Linked DNA regions of Oryctolagus cuniculus: region 2 is linked to region 1. A link is a contact called in public Hi-C data. All regions are on one chromosome and are shown on one strand. Each heading gives the region's core, a stretch centred on a gene start, on an enhancer-like site or on the middle of the called end of the contact. The rest is flanking DNA. Distances are from core to core; before and after follow the strand shown.

Region 1 (7,336 bases), core at 2,502-5,001:
GTTTGGATCAAAGTGACTAACAGTGGGGCCTGGAGGCACACCACTGCAGAGACTGTCCACTGAACACAGGCACAAGATCATGTTTTACTCAATGAAATATGTAAGATCCAATGAGAGCTTTTGGTGGACAGGGGGTGGGGGGCTTGCCTTTAGTGACCCTGATCATAGCCGTTTCTCAGCCATTCTCATGAACAGCCCCAGCAGATTCTAAGGCAAGCCTGGAAGGCCCTTCGAGTGCTCTGTGAAATCCTGTGCTGGACAGTTAGCAGAGGATAAGGGCCAAAAAGCTCCTCCCATGAATTCTGAAGCCTGGAACCCATCCAAAACTGCTCCAGGAATGCCGATGGGTTCCAAGGAATCCAGCCCTGGACATTGCTAGGAGGCCTCCCTCGTGTGGTTCCTGTCTCCTCACAGGGACCTGCAGGAGGCCAGGGCTGCCCTGGAGGTTGAGGTTCATTCTGGTTCAAGGCTCCTCAAGCAGCAGTTCAGTGCTGGCTGAAAGAGCAAAAAGGGGTCGTGTGCATCACGGGTGAACCTCGAATGTGTTTCCCTTGATCAAAGAACCAGTCACAAAGGACCAGGCGGTGTACACTTCCATTTCTATCAACTGCCCAGAGAAGTCATGCCCACCAAGCATGGGTGGCAAGTTAGGGGCAGAAGGGGAGTTACTGAAATTTGACGTTTTTTGGGGGGTGCTAAAACTTGGTGCATATACTATAAACCATGGAATTGTACACTTTTCATGGGTAAAGTATATGGTCTGTGAATTATATCTCAACAGATCTGTTTTTAAAAAAAAAAAAAAAAACTGTTCTGAAGTCTATCTTACAATGGACCAAATCCTTGATTCCAGGTTGAGATGATCCAAGTTGTGCTTCTGAACAACCAAAAATCCGAACGCCATTCATTCATTCATTCATTCACTTGTCTATTCATTCTAAATTCCCCAGTGAGTTCTGTGTGTGCAAAACGGGGCCACCTTCTCAGAAACAGAACAGGCCTCCTCATGGCACCCAGAGGAAGTCTGTCGCTGATGGAGTAGGGCGCTGCAAGCGAGGCTGCTGTCTCTGACCCTCTAGATGAGGGGCCCAGCTCTTACCAAGAAAATAGTTTTTTCACTTCTGCAGAAGTTCCACAGAGCTACCCAAGCCTTACTGCCTTATTTCTCTTAGTCCTGGCCACCCCCACCCCCACCCCCACTCCTCCAACCTCTGCCAGCAGTGGACTCTCCAAAGCCTCCGGAGGGGAGTACGAAACTTCGAGAAGCAATAGACCTCTCAGTAGACAGAATTAACCTTCCGGCGGGAAACCCAGGCCCCTGTGAAAACTGCACGCAAGCTTCCCTGGAGCAGTACAAAGCCCTCCTGGACCTCATAGCGCAAACCTGAGCTAATCGACAGGGCGTGCTGCCCACAGAGGACTCAGAGCCCAGCTCCAGGAGCCAGACGTCTATGGTCACGCACCTGCGGGCAGCCTCTCCGTCCTGGCCCCACGAGGCTTGTGCTTGCCGGACCCTAACCACGCTGCGCCTTTGCGCACTGGGAGCCCAAAGCCAACTCTGAGGGACGCTTCTCCGCCCAGCCCTGGCGCCGCGCACGCCAGGGCTAGAAGCAGGGAGCGCTCCAGAGGGGTTGAGCGATAGGAGTAGAGGTAGAGAGATCCTCCAACATCCAAGCCTGGAGGAGCATCTCAAAGCCTCCTGGCTTCAGACGCCAAGCAAAAGGCGCTAAGCTTCGGGATTTCCCAGCGCAGAGACGCGGAAAAGAGCGCCTAACTTCAGCACTCTCCGTCAACGCGCTCTGCCCGGCGGCTCCCCTCAGCGGCCAGCTCCCGTCCCTAAACTACCCAAGTCCACTGCAGGTCAGCGCGCGGCCGAGTTCTTCCCTCATGATCTCAACGGGCTGTTCTGCCAAGCTCTCCAAATACAACTTAAATAGAAACTCTGCTGTCTACGAACAGTCAGCCGTTCCCTTAAGACAAATTTCTGAGCCTCTTTCCCACCAGACTATCGCCTTTACTAAGCCCCATTCTAAATTGTAGAGTTGGAGCCGAGCCGCCACAGCACCTCCAACCAAACCCAGCTTCTTGCCGCCTCACGCAAGCTCTCAAGCGCGTGGAAAGCGCCCGGATAACTGCAAAAGGTATCTCCGCACTCACGTCACGCAGCGGGGCGTCAGGGTGCCCCGCCCCATCTCCCCTGTCCCCCGGCCCAGGTCTCCAGTCCCTCCGGGGCGCGCACGTGTAGAGAAGGTGCGAGTAATTGCGAGGCGTTTGCAGGTGGCTCGCTCTCCACTTTTCCTACCTCAGGAACACTCTTCGAAGCTGAAACGCAGAGGTGCAGAGAAAGACGGACCTACCTGTTCAGTGCGATGCCCCCAGTTCAGCTTGGGGGTCTCTCCACGCTTGGGGAAGCTGCGCGTTCTGCCGCGAGCTGGTTCTCAGAAGCGCACCACCCTCGCGCGCTTCCCTCCAAGCGCCCTTTTAGTCTCTCCCTCCTTCTCCCTCTCCCACCCCCAGCCTCTCCCGCGCTTCGCTCTCCCTGAGCGCCCAGGATCAGATAAGAGGGAAGGCAGGCCCGCGGGCGGCCAATTATAGGGCGGAAGGTGGCCAGGAGGGCGGGAGGGAGAGGGGGGAGGCAGGCCTAGGGCCCTAACCTCACCCCCCCAACCCGCCTCGACTCCGCTTTTCCCCTCCTCCTCTCCCCCATCCCCGCCCCACAGGCGATGCGGAGGAGTCCGCCCCGCGCCTTCCCCACGCGCTCCCACCCGAGACCTGGCTGCAGCCGGTGCAGTGCGCCAGGGGCTGGCCGCTCCTGTACCAGCCGTTCTGGAGGCCCCGGGGTCTCGCGCTCTCCTGGCTTCGTGTGCTCGGTGCCTACCTCCTCATCCTCAAAGACCCGTGCTGCCTTACCGCGTGGGAGACCCCGTGCTCCGGGATTGTGGGTGAGGCGGACGGGACCCGATCCACCGTAAAGACTCTCTTGGGTCTTTTCCATCCGCCCCCCTGCCGCCTTTACCCCCTCATAGCCCTCAGAACAGGGCTATAAACGCCAAAGCAGCGATGCTCAAACTGCAGAGTGCAGGCGTGTCGAAGTGGACATTTTCGTTGGTTAGAAAATCACCAAGGCAAGCGGATTCCTGCGGTTGGACTTCGCACCTGCAGGGTCCCCGCCTGCAGAGATTCAGGCGGGCTGCAGGGCTAGGCTGAGGCCGGGGACCTGCGTTTATTAAACACCGCAGTGGGTTGATCCACGCAGGCCACCCTTTTCAGGTCTCTGCCCTGAGACGCTCTCCCCACTCTGACCTCTTAAATCCGCATCCGTTTTTACACCCCTTCTAGAACCGTGTAGAATCCACCCCCTCGCCCGCTCTATTTTTCACCACCTGGCTTGTTAGGTGTGTTCAAAGGTGACGGGGAGGGCGCATAGAAACTAGGAATCTAGCAAGACCCTATTTTTTTATGAGAAAAGTCATTTCTCGCCTTCAAAAGAAGCTATCCCACCACGGACAGAGGCTGAGGATGTGCAGAAGAGCAAGGGCAAGGGCTGTCTTAGAAGCTCCGGCCCTGCCTCCGCCCTGCACCGCCAAGCATGCAGGAAGGGGCCACAGCCACTTTGGGATCCATTTCAGGGTGGGCCTTCCCACGACCTGGCTGTTGAGAGCCGCCGCCTCTGCGTTCCGTGCGTTTGCGTGCTATTCGCGGCCCTGCCCATGCCCTGCGCACTTTGCCCCCCAGGTCCTGCGGTTGGAGCGGAGAAGGCCAGCTCCAGACCCCGCCACCGCCCAGTGGTCTTGGCAGGAGTTGGCCTCGGCTCGGGCGCAGTGTGCAGCTGCAGCCAGGCGCCACTCCGCCTCCGCACTTCACTGCAGGCGCAGCGCAGCTTTCTGGGAGACGGATTCCCCGAGCGAGGGCTCCCTCGCAGAGCGGCCAGAGTGAGAGCGCCACCTGGTGTTCGGATGGGGCGGGAACTGGAAAGGGCCCCTCGCCCTAGACTTGACGCGCACGGAGCTGAATTCCTATCGTTTATTCCCGGAGATAACTACCATTTTATTATCTCTTCCTCTGCCCTCGAACAGGTGATTTTTATCCTCATATTCTGTTCCCAGTTTTCACTAATAAAACTTTTTTCTTATGTTCATTTCTACCAAGATGCAAATGACCAATATAAGCCTTTCTTTTAATTCCCTTGAGGGAAATAGCTGCATGTTAACACAAACTTTTAGGTAAAACTTCCAGGAATACCTTTTATTCATTAGAGAAAACTGGGACTGGGAGATTCCCGGATGATTTTACAATGTAAAACGTATACAAAAAAATCCAGATACAAGTAGACATGCATATTTGAAAAATATTGTATGATGATGTGTATTGGTGTACTAATCGTATTAAATGCTATTTTTAAATTTTCTAACTTGTACTCATCGTTTTTAACGTTTGACTTCTCCCCTTTCACTTTATAAATAGGCTTCAATTAATGCTGAATAAGAATAGCTAGTTGCAATCAATTTCCCACTGAGTCACAGTTGGATGTGAATTTCCAGACCTTTCAACTGTTATCTTAGGGTGAACCCTAGCATCTGGTAGAGTACAGAGAACTGAACCATAGAAAAGACCAGAAGACGGCACCCGCCAAGGGTCTCCATCCTCAGTCTAGGAAAAATTGCATAAGCTTATGTGGTGCCTTTTCAAAGATAACAAAAATTCCAGCTTCCCACTGGGATGGATCTTGAAGCTCTACAACTCTCCCCCAGAGTGTCATCAAGAGTTTGTGGTGTGATTATAAACCTCCTCCTCTCTAAGGAACACACACACACACACACACACACACACTATTGCCCCTTTCTTCTCCGTGCCCTGGAACCTTGCAGGAAGACTTCGGGGTAAACCTGAAAACCTGAATTGAAGGGCTTTGCTGCCCCTTGTTTTTTTCACTTCAATGATTTAGCTTCTCTGAGCCTAACTCCTCAGAGAAGAAGAAAATTATAAAGAATTAAGAAATAACAGCTATATTATCTACACTAGAAGAAGAAAATGACAGCTTTATTATCCACACTGGGATCACCCCCCTTAAGTCCATTGCCCATGACAGTGCTGTCTTCAGCAATCCTGCTGGAAGATTCTCCCCTGTTTCTCAACAGAGGTGCTACTGGCATTTGGGGCAGGATATCATGACTTTGTAAAATATTTATCATCCCCGGCCCCATCAACCAAATTCCAGTAGAACTACCCCTTCTCCTAGTCATGATAAAGTCAGTAATATTATGAAAATAATACCAGCACACCTCCTGCATGAATAGCAAAGCATTTCCAGATGAGAGTTATTTGCTCTTTAATAACCTGTTGTAATCCCTGTCTGTGCCCCCAAGCCTGGTGTCTGGTAGGTAAGCATCAGCTGATAATATGACTTACATATGAACATTAACCCCAGCCCAAGTCCCCACTTCCTGCTCCCATGTTCGTCCCTCCAGGACCCAAGGGTCCATGTGCCTTCTGATTGACCAGTGTCCCTGTCAGACTGGCTGTTGAGTACTTTGTTTTTCACCCTAAAGATACAAAGCCCTGAATTCCTTTAGGAGGTCACCTCCACTTCACTGGATGTAGTTGCTGGGGAGAGTAGGCTGTTACTTAGGATGCCCTGCTTCCACCTAGCCAAGTGTAGACAAAAGCTCTAAACTAAGCCAACCAGATGCTCTCCCTGAAATGTATTAAAGGCTGGGACACAAGAGCAGGGGGAAAAAAGTGTTTTCCCAATTTTTTACTCAAGTTCGTCCTAATAAGGCTATCTGAACCATTACTTCTTACCCCCAGACACATCTCACATCCAGCAGGAACACACCAGTACAGCTTGCACTGACTGAGAATCATGAAATGCTCCCGTACCAGTTGGTGAATTGCTGCTGTCCCAAAGTCCTGAATGCCTTCTCCCCCATCACCTTCCTGGACCTACAACTCCAACTCTCTTTGATCCAATGACTGAAAAGTTGAATCAGTTGATGGCCTCTAGATCACTGCTCAAGTGTGGCTACTGGCATCCATTTTATCCATTGTGATTGGGTTGTCCTTGTACCATCCTGGGTGTTCAATTTCTTGAACCCCAGCCTTGACCAGAGCCCCAGATATCTGGTCCCTGCCCTCCCTGAAGCTCTGCCTGGGTTGCATTAGAAATCTCCATTTATTTTGGATTTGATTTCTTTCCCTATTAACAAACCAAGTCAATCTGTCAACCAAGTTGACTCAACCAAGTCAAACTGTAGTTTACCAGTCCAAAAGCTGGGACAAAGGACTTGTCCAAGCTTACCCGTAGTCCCATAGTGTTAACAGAAAAGTCAATACTAGAATTCAAAAGTCTTAAATTCCAGGCCAGAGCTTTGCCCACAATAGCATGCTGACCCCTTTTCAAAAATATTAATAATTAGGAGTTTGCTTGTTAAATCTGTCCATGTGCATCACTGTATCTTAATTTGTTAGCCCTTCGGGTATGAAGAATTCCAGAGGTTCGAATCATATTTCCCTGTGCTGTCCGTTGTGGTGCTGGAGTCCTTCTCCGCACAATTGCCTTTCATATTCTTGAACCAGTGATTAAGGCATTCCTCATCTTTTCAGCTCCTTGGCCCAGATCAAAGGCATGATTTTGACTGCAGCCAAGTTTTTCATGTGTGACAACACCCTGTCAGTGTATGCATGCTTAATAAAAGGTTGCATTGGAGCAGGACTGAGAGATGTACCTACTCATTTTACAAATGAAGAAACTGAGGTCCAGTGAATTAAATACCCTGTGCTAATCCCCCCAAAAAGGACAGTGGCGGATAATTCTAGATGCAATATTGTCTAACAAGAAGTCAAGATGTCTGCCAATAATAATGTCCTAATAAAAAGATGAACTTTTATTGAGGGTCTTTGGATGCTAGATAGGCTAAAAGAGCTCACATGATTATTTTAAATTATTATTTAGGGGCCAGCACTGTGGCTTAGCAGTTTAAAGTACCACCTGCAAAGCCAGCATCCCATATGGGCACCAGTTTGAATTCTGGCTGCTCCACTTTCCATCTGGCTCCCTGCTGATGTGCCTGAGAAAGCAGTGGAAGATGACTCAAGTGCTTGAGTCCCTGTACCTATGTGAGAGACCCGAATGAGTATCCAGGCTCCTGGCTTTAGCCTGGTCCAGCCTTGGCCTTTGCAACCATTTGAGGAGTGAAGTGGGTGGAAGACACCTCTCTCTCTGCCACTCCTTCTCTTTCTATAATTCTGCCTTTCAAAATAAATAAATAAATAATTTAAAATTTGATGTCTTAAAATAATTCATAAGTGTGTTTTTATTTTTTAATTTATTTGACAG
Region 2 (7,336 bases), core at 1,356-3,855, 230 kb before region 1:
GGAAAATCAGAACTGGATCACAATCAAAGCAACAATGAGTTAGTGAGTACCTATTAGACATCATACAAAGCAATCAGAGGTGATCTAGCTGCTCACTAACATCTGATGAACCCCGAAATGAGAAGAATGGCCAGCAAGTACTGTAGATGTTCAGGGGTGGCGGTGTCTGTGGTCTAGGCCGACCAACAAAAGCTTCATGCATGAGGTAGGTGTTAGCTGAAGGTTGAGCTAAGAGTAATGTCCACAATAGACAAAGGAAGGGACATTTCCAAAGGGGAAAAGAATATATATAAAAGTACAGAGGTAGACACTTACAAGGCTGATCGACGTGGATCAAGAACAAATGTGAAATATTTTTGTAATGTACACTTCATATTTATATGCTATTCATCTCACAAAAGTAACATGACTCACAGGTAAATAGGCAACAGTTAGCTATACCACACATTATTCTAGAAACTGTTTTTAGAAAGTACTTTTATCAGTTGTCCCTTTTCCCATCACTGTCCTCAGGGCTATTGTGGAACCCCATTTCACATATCTGTTTTATCTGCTTCTGGATTGGGAGATGCTGATCGTTATAGAAACTTGACGAAATTCAACCAAGTGAGTCTTACCATTGGATTACTTCTAAGACCTGTAGATAGTAGAAAATAAGGCAAAGTAGGATCTTAATTTTAATGAAAGTTTCATGGCAAAGACAAAACACTGGCCCATGAAACTCTTATGCTATCAACTCATAGTACAGAACAGTGAGCCACAAACAGTACTTGAACTTGAAGTTTGGAGCTGACACCATCTACAGAGGGATATGTGAACCTGTGTCCACATAACTTGTGACTCTTCCCAGAAATGCCACGGAGTGTTGCCCAGTGTGGGCACTGCACAAAAGAAGCACTACATATGCATACTAAATGAAGTCTGCTGTTGTGACTCATGTGTGATATCACGTTTTCCCCAAGGGAGGCATCATCTCCTAATTCTTCAACCTGGAAGAGGCAGCTTATCTGAATTGGTCTGTCTGGAGGGAATATCTTCCTTCTGTTAGCTCAACAGCCTCTTGGAGTTGTGTTGGGGTTTTGAGTCTACTGTTCTATAAACAGATATGGCTCTGGATAAACATGTTGCACACTGTTCTTTTCTTCATCTTGGGAATAAGTAAGATATTGAATTGCAGATGGAGAAGGGGAAGCATCACTGTTGTGCCATGTTTCAATGCACCCATCTCAAACAACTCTACTGGAGGAGTGGTCTAGCTTACCTCGTTCTCCTGGGGTCCCTGGCACGCCTGCACTTCCCGGAAAGCCTGGTGAGCCTGGGGGTCCTTGTTCTCCAGGCGTTCCAGGTGAACCTGGCCTCCCAGGCTCCCCAGGAGGGCCTTGGATGGTCCGGATGGATGAGGAATGGCTGGGAATCTGGTTGAGGATGGCTGTGTATCTGGCCATGTGACCTGAGGCAGGAAGCATAAAGGGTGCATTCAATGAACTGGCCCGCAGAGGGGTCTGGGGGGAGTTATTTGTTTATTTGTTAAGGCTTTGAACAATTTCATTAGACACCCACCAAGAGAGAAACAACACACCTCTCTGAAATAGGTCGATTTCCAACTTAACATTTTTTACGTTTTACTTTGGACGACAGTAGTGGCTGGATTGTACTCAAGGCACATCTCATGTATTTGGAATTCTACAGTTCACGTCAGCATCTCAATAAACACCACTGAGCAGAAGTCATAAATTTTATTTTCACCCCCAACATTTATCTGACCCCTGAACCCTTACCCAGCTGCCTTTTTCTCTAGAAATTTCCCCCAAACTGTCTTTTTTCCAACCCATAAAGCCTGCTCCACCCTCTTGCTCACAAATCCCCAGACAAGCGCTGTGTCTCAACTCCTCTCTTCGCTGCCAAGCTTTTCTTTCAGGAACATTTACTTGGGTCCCAGCTGTAGAAACGTCCATCAGTTTTTCTAAAAAATAAATCTGGCTCTCAACCCCATTGCCTCTTAACTCAATTATGCCTGGAAGAATATAGTTTTTAACAACTGGAAATACATATTTATAAAGTATTTGATACTATGGTGCCTCATTCTTCCAGCATCATCATCAGGAGATTTTTTTTCCCAAGTAAGTGAATTTTCTAGGTGCTTTTTATTTCTCCCTTTGCAAATATTTAAATGAAAAATAAGCTTGGGAATTCAGCCTAGCAATTAAAATGCCAATCAAGATGTCTGCAATCCACATTATCAGTGTGCCTGGGTTTGATTCTTGGCTCTGGCTCCTGATTCCAGATTCCTGCTAATACAGACCCTCAGAGGCAGCACTGATGGCTTAAGTGATTTTATCGCTGCCACTCACATGGGAGCCCAAGACTGAGTTCCCAGCTCCTCACTTTGGCACTGGCTCAGTTGTCACAGTCAGTTGGGAAATGAACCAGCAAATGAGTTTCCCTCGCTCTCTCTGCCTCTTAAATAAACTTAAATATCTTTAAAGAAAAACAGCAGCCATCTTTTGAGGAATCATTTCTAATTCACTGCCTTCTTAAGCACTGGACTGTGATGTCACAAGGGTCTCCCTGATGTCTTGAGGGCCATCAGCAGCCATGTCTGTTGCTTTCTGCATCTGCGTCTTTCACTTCTCCCTGGACACGGGGGTAATCCTTTACCATTCTCCAGACTGTCATCACTTTGGCCTTGCACAGTTTCCCATCTAACCCTTTTTCATGTAATCTTTCTTATCTACCGAGAACTGAAAACCAGATGACTGAGCTTGTAAAAACAAAAATCATAGGCTAACCAGTAAATCAGGTTCTCAGTGAGAGCCCAAGGAATAAAATAAAAAGCAGAGAAAATCAATTCTGCATTTGGGAACAAGGTTGGGCTGGACAGAGTCTCTTCCATTTCCTTCCCTTAGATCTGAACTGACAGGCAGGGCCTTCCTATTCTAACAACTTAATTGAACTTTCCTGTCCAACTTCCAGACCCCACCTTCTAGAAGTCATTTACAAGAATCTGAGAATTCCCAAGGGGCAAAACACAATTTTGAGCCCTCAGTTTTTAGGGCAGGTTTTAAATAATCATATATTCATACACATTTTTATTCTATAGTAGAACAAGAAAATATCATGATGCTTTCTTCTCATTGTGGTCTATGAGTCATAAAATGTATCCCTCATTTTTCCTAAAATAACAGTCCATTTATTTACACAGTACGCTTGAAATGAGAAACCGGCCAAATAATCCAATATGGGCCAAATTTGGATGCATTATACTACAAAAATGACTAATGTTCAATTTCCCTTTTATAAATTATATTTTTAAAGATCTCATTTTAGTATTAAATATTTTAATTTAATGACAAATTCTCTCAAACACTTACAGCCAGTTTGGACAACATGTATAACATAAAATTAAACTAAAGGGAGCATTACTACAGTTGTGAGAAGACAGTAGGTTTGTATTTGGTTTTCCCTGATATTTTTACCTTAATGAAAATTTTGTGAAGTCCCTGCATTTCCTCACTTCATGGCTTCCCCAGGGTGACATCTGGATTTACTGCAGAACTCTGGATGGTAATCTAGACCCAGCCCTACAGGGCTCCCCTGACCTAACACTCAACTTTTCTTGTGTTAAAATAAATATAATCCTAAAGTGAACAAGGTAGCTACTCAGGTAATGTCAGCCCTGATCTCCTGGGAGGTCGCGGGCAGGAGTCAGGCTAGAGTTGGGTGGGTTTGAGAAGAATAGTTCATCTCTATTTGGCTGCAGATCTTCCTCATACTGAATAAATTATTTAAAAGAGAAGAATACACACTAGGGAATTTCTGATTAGATTGAGACAAAATATATATTCCATGAATAAGCAGAAAATATGCAAAATGGGAGGGTTAGTAAATGGATGAGCAGGAATCTGTCATTGAAACACAATGTTGTTGAAAAGTTCAAGTTTAATAAGAAAAGGGACAGTTATCAGGTGTGTTTCAATGTAATTTTTGGCATGAAGCCCAAGTGTCATAAGTCTTATCAGATGTCACAACAAACCTGTCTCAGTGTGTGTGAAAATGTGTGTATTTTGGCATCAAATCTAAAGATTAAGGTAAGGACCTTAGGCTGAACAGAAGATGACAGATGTAAAATGGATTTTAATAATAAGGAAATATTGACTTACATACTATGAGTCTGTGTAGCCATTTGGCCTAGCTGTTAAGCCACTAGTGGGGATGCTTGAATCTCACATATGAGTACCTGGGTTTATGTCCTAGCTCTGGCTCTTCATTTCAGCTTTCTACCAATGCTGGGGGGCAGCAGTAATGGCTTGGATGATTAGGTTCTACCACCCACATGGAAGACCTGCACTGGGTTTCCAGCTCCTGGCTTCTGGCCCCCAAGCCATTTTAGCCATTTGCAGCTGAGTTAGCAGATAGGAATTCTGTCTGCATCTTCATTTCTCTTAAATTTTTAAAAATACAACTGTAGGTCTATTTTTTAAAATAAGTCTTGCAAGTTAACTGAAATCAATACTGCAAATCATTTTTTTTTTTTTTGAAGGTAGCTTCTGAAGATGTAGTCTGTCAACATTCAAGTGCTCATCACTTGAGAAAAATACAAAATTCTCTCCATTTGGAGAAAGACAAAGGGATAGAAGATGTGGCCTGGGCCATCACGTTAAATCTACATGGCAAACTGATAGTTCTTATGTGAAGTTAAGCTTCTGTAGCTTTGATGGCGAGCTCTAGGGTAATCTGTAATGATCTCTTAGATGGATCAGCAGGGGCTCATCATAAAGCTTACATGTCTGCACCAAGACAAAGCTTCAGAGATATTCCCCTAAGTCTTTATGCTCATGAGAAAGGCCCATAGGGAGAAGTAAGGTGAACCAACCTGCACAACCACAGTGTACTTACTCTGGATGAGCTGTTCACATACTTGACGTGCCACTGCTCTCACCATGGCTTGGGACTGCAGGTCACCCTGGATGAGAAAAAAGCACAGTCCTGACTCTCCGGCACAGGCCTTGCCACACACCAGGACTTCCAGGATGTGGCTCTGACTTGGACCCACTAATGCCATCTGGGCTCTTCGGCTCCTAACAGAACATAGGATGCTGCACACAGAGGAGAGGGCAATGTGACATTCATGGCTCCAGATTCTCAAGAGTCTTATTCAAACGAAAAGGTGCAAGTATTTCTATCCCAGATTCTAAAGATTTAATAGTTTTGAAACAAATCATATATATTTAATGCCTCATTTACACTCTTTAGAGCTTATAAAATATAGCACTTTCTCAAGCAGTGACTCATTTAATACTAATAATAACTCAGAGGAAAGATGTTAAACCCATTTTATAGCAGAATAGTGTTAAGTACATTGCCCAAGTTTTCACAGAGGTAAATGGATGAGCCTAGAGCCACTGCTGTTTCTATTATAGCCAATAGCCCAATTGTATTAGCAGCTGCACCACTTCTTAAAGGAGAGATTAACTGATTTAAATTTGGAGGTCAGTTCTTTAATTCTATTCCTGTCATTGTTTGCTTGGGTGCCAATACGGGGCTATCAGGAAAAGCAGGACTCCCATCCTATTACTTAGCATTTGTAAAGAGCTTTAAGCTTTCTATAGCCCTTTTGCTTCCATACAATTCCCTTCTGAAATTCACTTTGTGAGTTAAATGAGTTTGATTCTCCTCTTTTTGTGCTTAAGACGCATTCCCAGGTTATCAAGGTGGATGGCAGCAAAGTAATAGAAACTCGCTCTCCTGACTTCAACTTAGGGCTTTTTCCACTGAAAAATGTGTTCCCAGTCGAATAAGGTGGAGGGAAGACAAGGAAATGGCATCACAGCAATGAATAACCACTGTAGTAAATAGTCATCCTTCAACAGGCTCATGCACTAGACAGTGTGCAGCCAGCTGCAGCCTTTGAGCAGAGCCACAGAATACTTACGCGCTCTCCTCGCTCTCCCTTTGGACCAGGGACACCCTAGAAGTGAGAAAATTGTTGAGTTACCTAGGATACCACACATAGCCCAAACCAACCAGCATGCATCTTTTCTCATTTTGTTAAGAACTTTTTTTTAAAACTTTTATTTAATAAATATAAATTTTGAAAGTACAACTTTTGGGTTATAGCAGTTTTCCCCCCATAACCTCCCTCCAACCTGCAACCATCCCATCTCCCACTCCCACTCCCTCTCCCATCCCATTCTTCATAAAGATTCATTTTCAATTATCTTTATATACAGAAGATCAACTTAATATATACTAAGTAAAGATTTCAACAGTTTGCACCCACACAGACACACAAAGTATAAAGTACTGTTTGAGTACTAGTTTTACCATTAATTCGCATAGTACAACACATTAAGGACAGATCCTCCATGGGGAGTAAGTGCACAGTGACTTCTGTTGTTGATTTAACAATTAATATTCTTATTCATGACACCAGTAATCACCTAAGGCTCTTGTCATGAGCTTCCAAGGCTATGGAATCCTCTTGAGTTCACAAACTCCAACCTTATTTAGACAAGGCCATAATCAAAGTAGAAGTTCTCTCCTCCCTTCAGAGAAAGGTACCTCCTTCTCTGATGGCCCGTTCTTTCCACTGGGATCTCGCTCACAAAAATCATTCATTTAGACCATTTTTTGCCACAGTGTCTTGGCTTTCATGCCTGAAATACTCTCATGGGCTTTTTAGCTAGACCCGAATGCCTTAAGGGCTGATTCTGAGGCCAGAGTGCTGTTTAGGGCATCTGCCAATCTGAGTCTGCTGTGTATCCTGCTTCCCATGTTGGATCGTTCTCTCTTTTTTAATTCTATCAGTTATTATTAGCAGACACTGAAGACCTTTTTCTTAGCACTAGAAATTCCACAACAAAAACAGTTATACAAAAATAGGAGTAAGACAGACAACAACCTGTAATCACACCAGGCATAAATAGCTTTTCTCAACATTTTCATCCTCCAGCCTTTTTATGTAAATTGGAATGCAACACTATTGCTTTGTAACCTACATCTTTACTGAATGGGTCTTTCACCTTTTGCCACACTCTACTGTATTCTGCTGCTGCTTTGTAACTTATTTCACATATTTCTACTGAATAAATTATTGCAGTATTAAAGGAATATCTCTGAAGCAAAGAAAAGATCTCTCAGCCTAGAAATTCAAATAAGAGATGGGATTCTATGCAATTCTCCCTATTTATCCTCAGTAAAAGAGCACATAGTTATATGAATTCTCAGCTGAATTATTGTTTTTAAATGTGGCTTTGCTACTATTCAATCCATGAAAGATGTCACAATTATTGTAAAAAATTTCCTGAATAAAAGACATTTGCAGTGCCACAGCAAT

What was found. Hi-C and Micro-C count contacts between places; a contact is called where the count stands out from the background.
Region 2: a Hi-C map of psoas muscle shows a contact between it and region 1, with 2.1 times the contacts expected there. The contact joins the enhancer-like site here to the promoter of COL14A1 in region 1. A contact is called at or near these places in 3 of 6 Hi-C or Micro-C datasets (ear pinna, psoas muscle and an unstated tissue).

The regions. Positions count from the first base shown.
Region 1 is chr6:145,860,314-145,867,649 of mOryCun1.1, reverse strand. It overlaps COL14A1 (collagen type XIV alpha 1 chain), which reads right to left and starts at 3,751. Exons shown (of 48, transcript XM_070075442.1): 1 at 2,358-3,751.
Region 2 is chr6:146,092,235-146,099,570 of mOryCun1.1, reverse strand. COL14A1 (collagen type XIV alpha 1 chain) reads right to left here. Exons shown (of 48, transcript XM_070075442.1): 43 at 5,933-5,968; 44 at 4,897-4,963; 45 at 1,262-1,450. Among named protein-coding and RNA genes, the nearest start is that of MRPL13, 94 kb to the left of the region's middle. Within about 2 kb of position 2,605, at least 1 of the 8 cell types and tissues checked has an H3K27ac peak or open chromatin away from gene starts, as enhancers often do.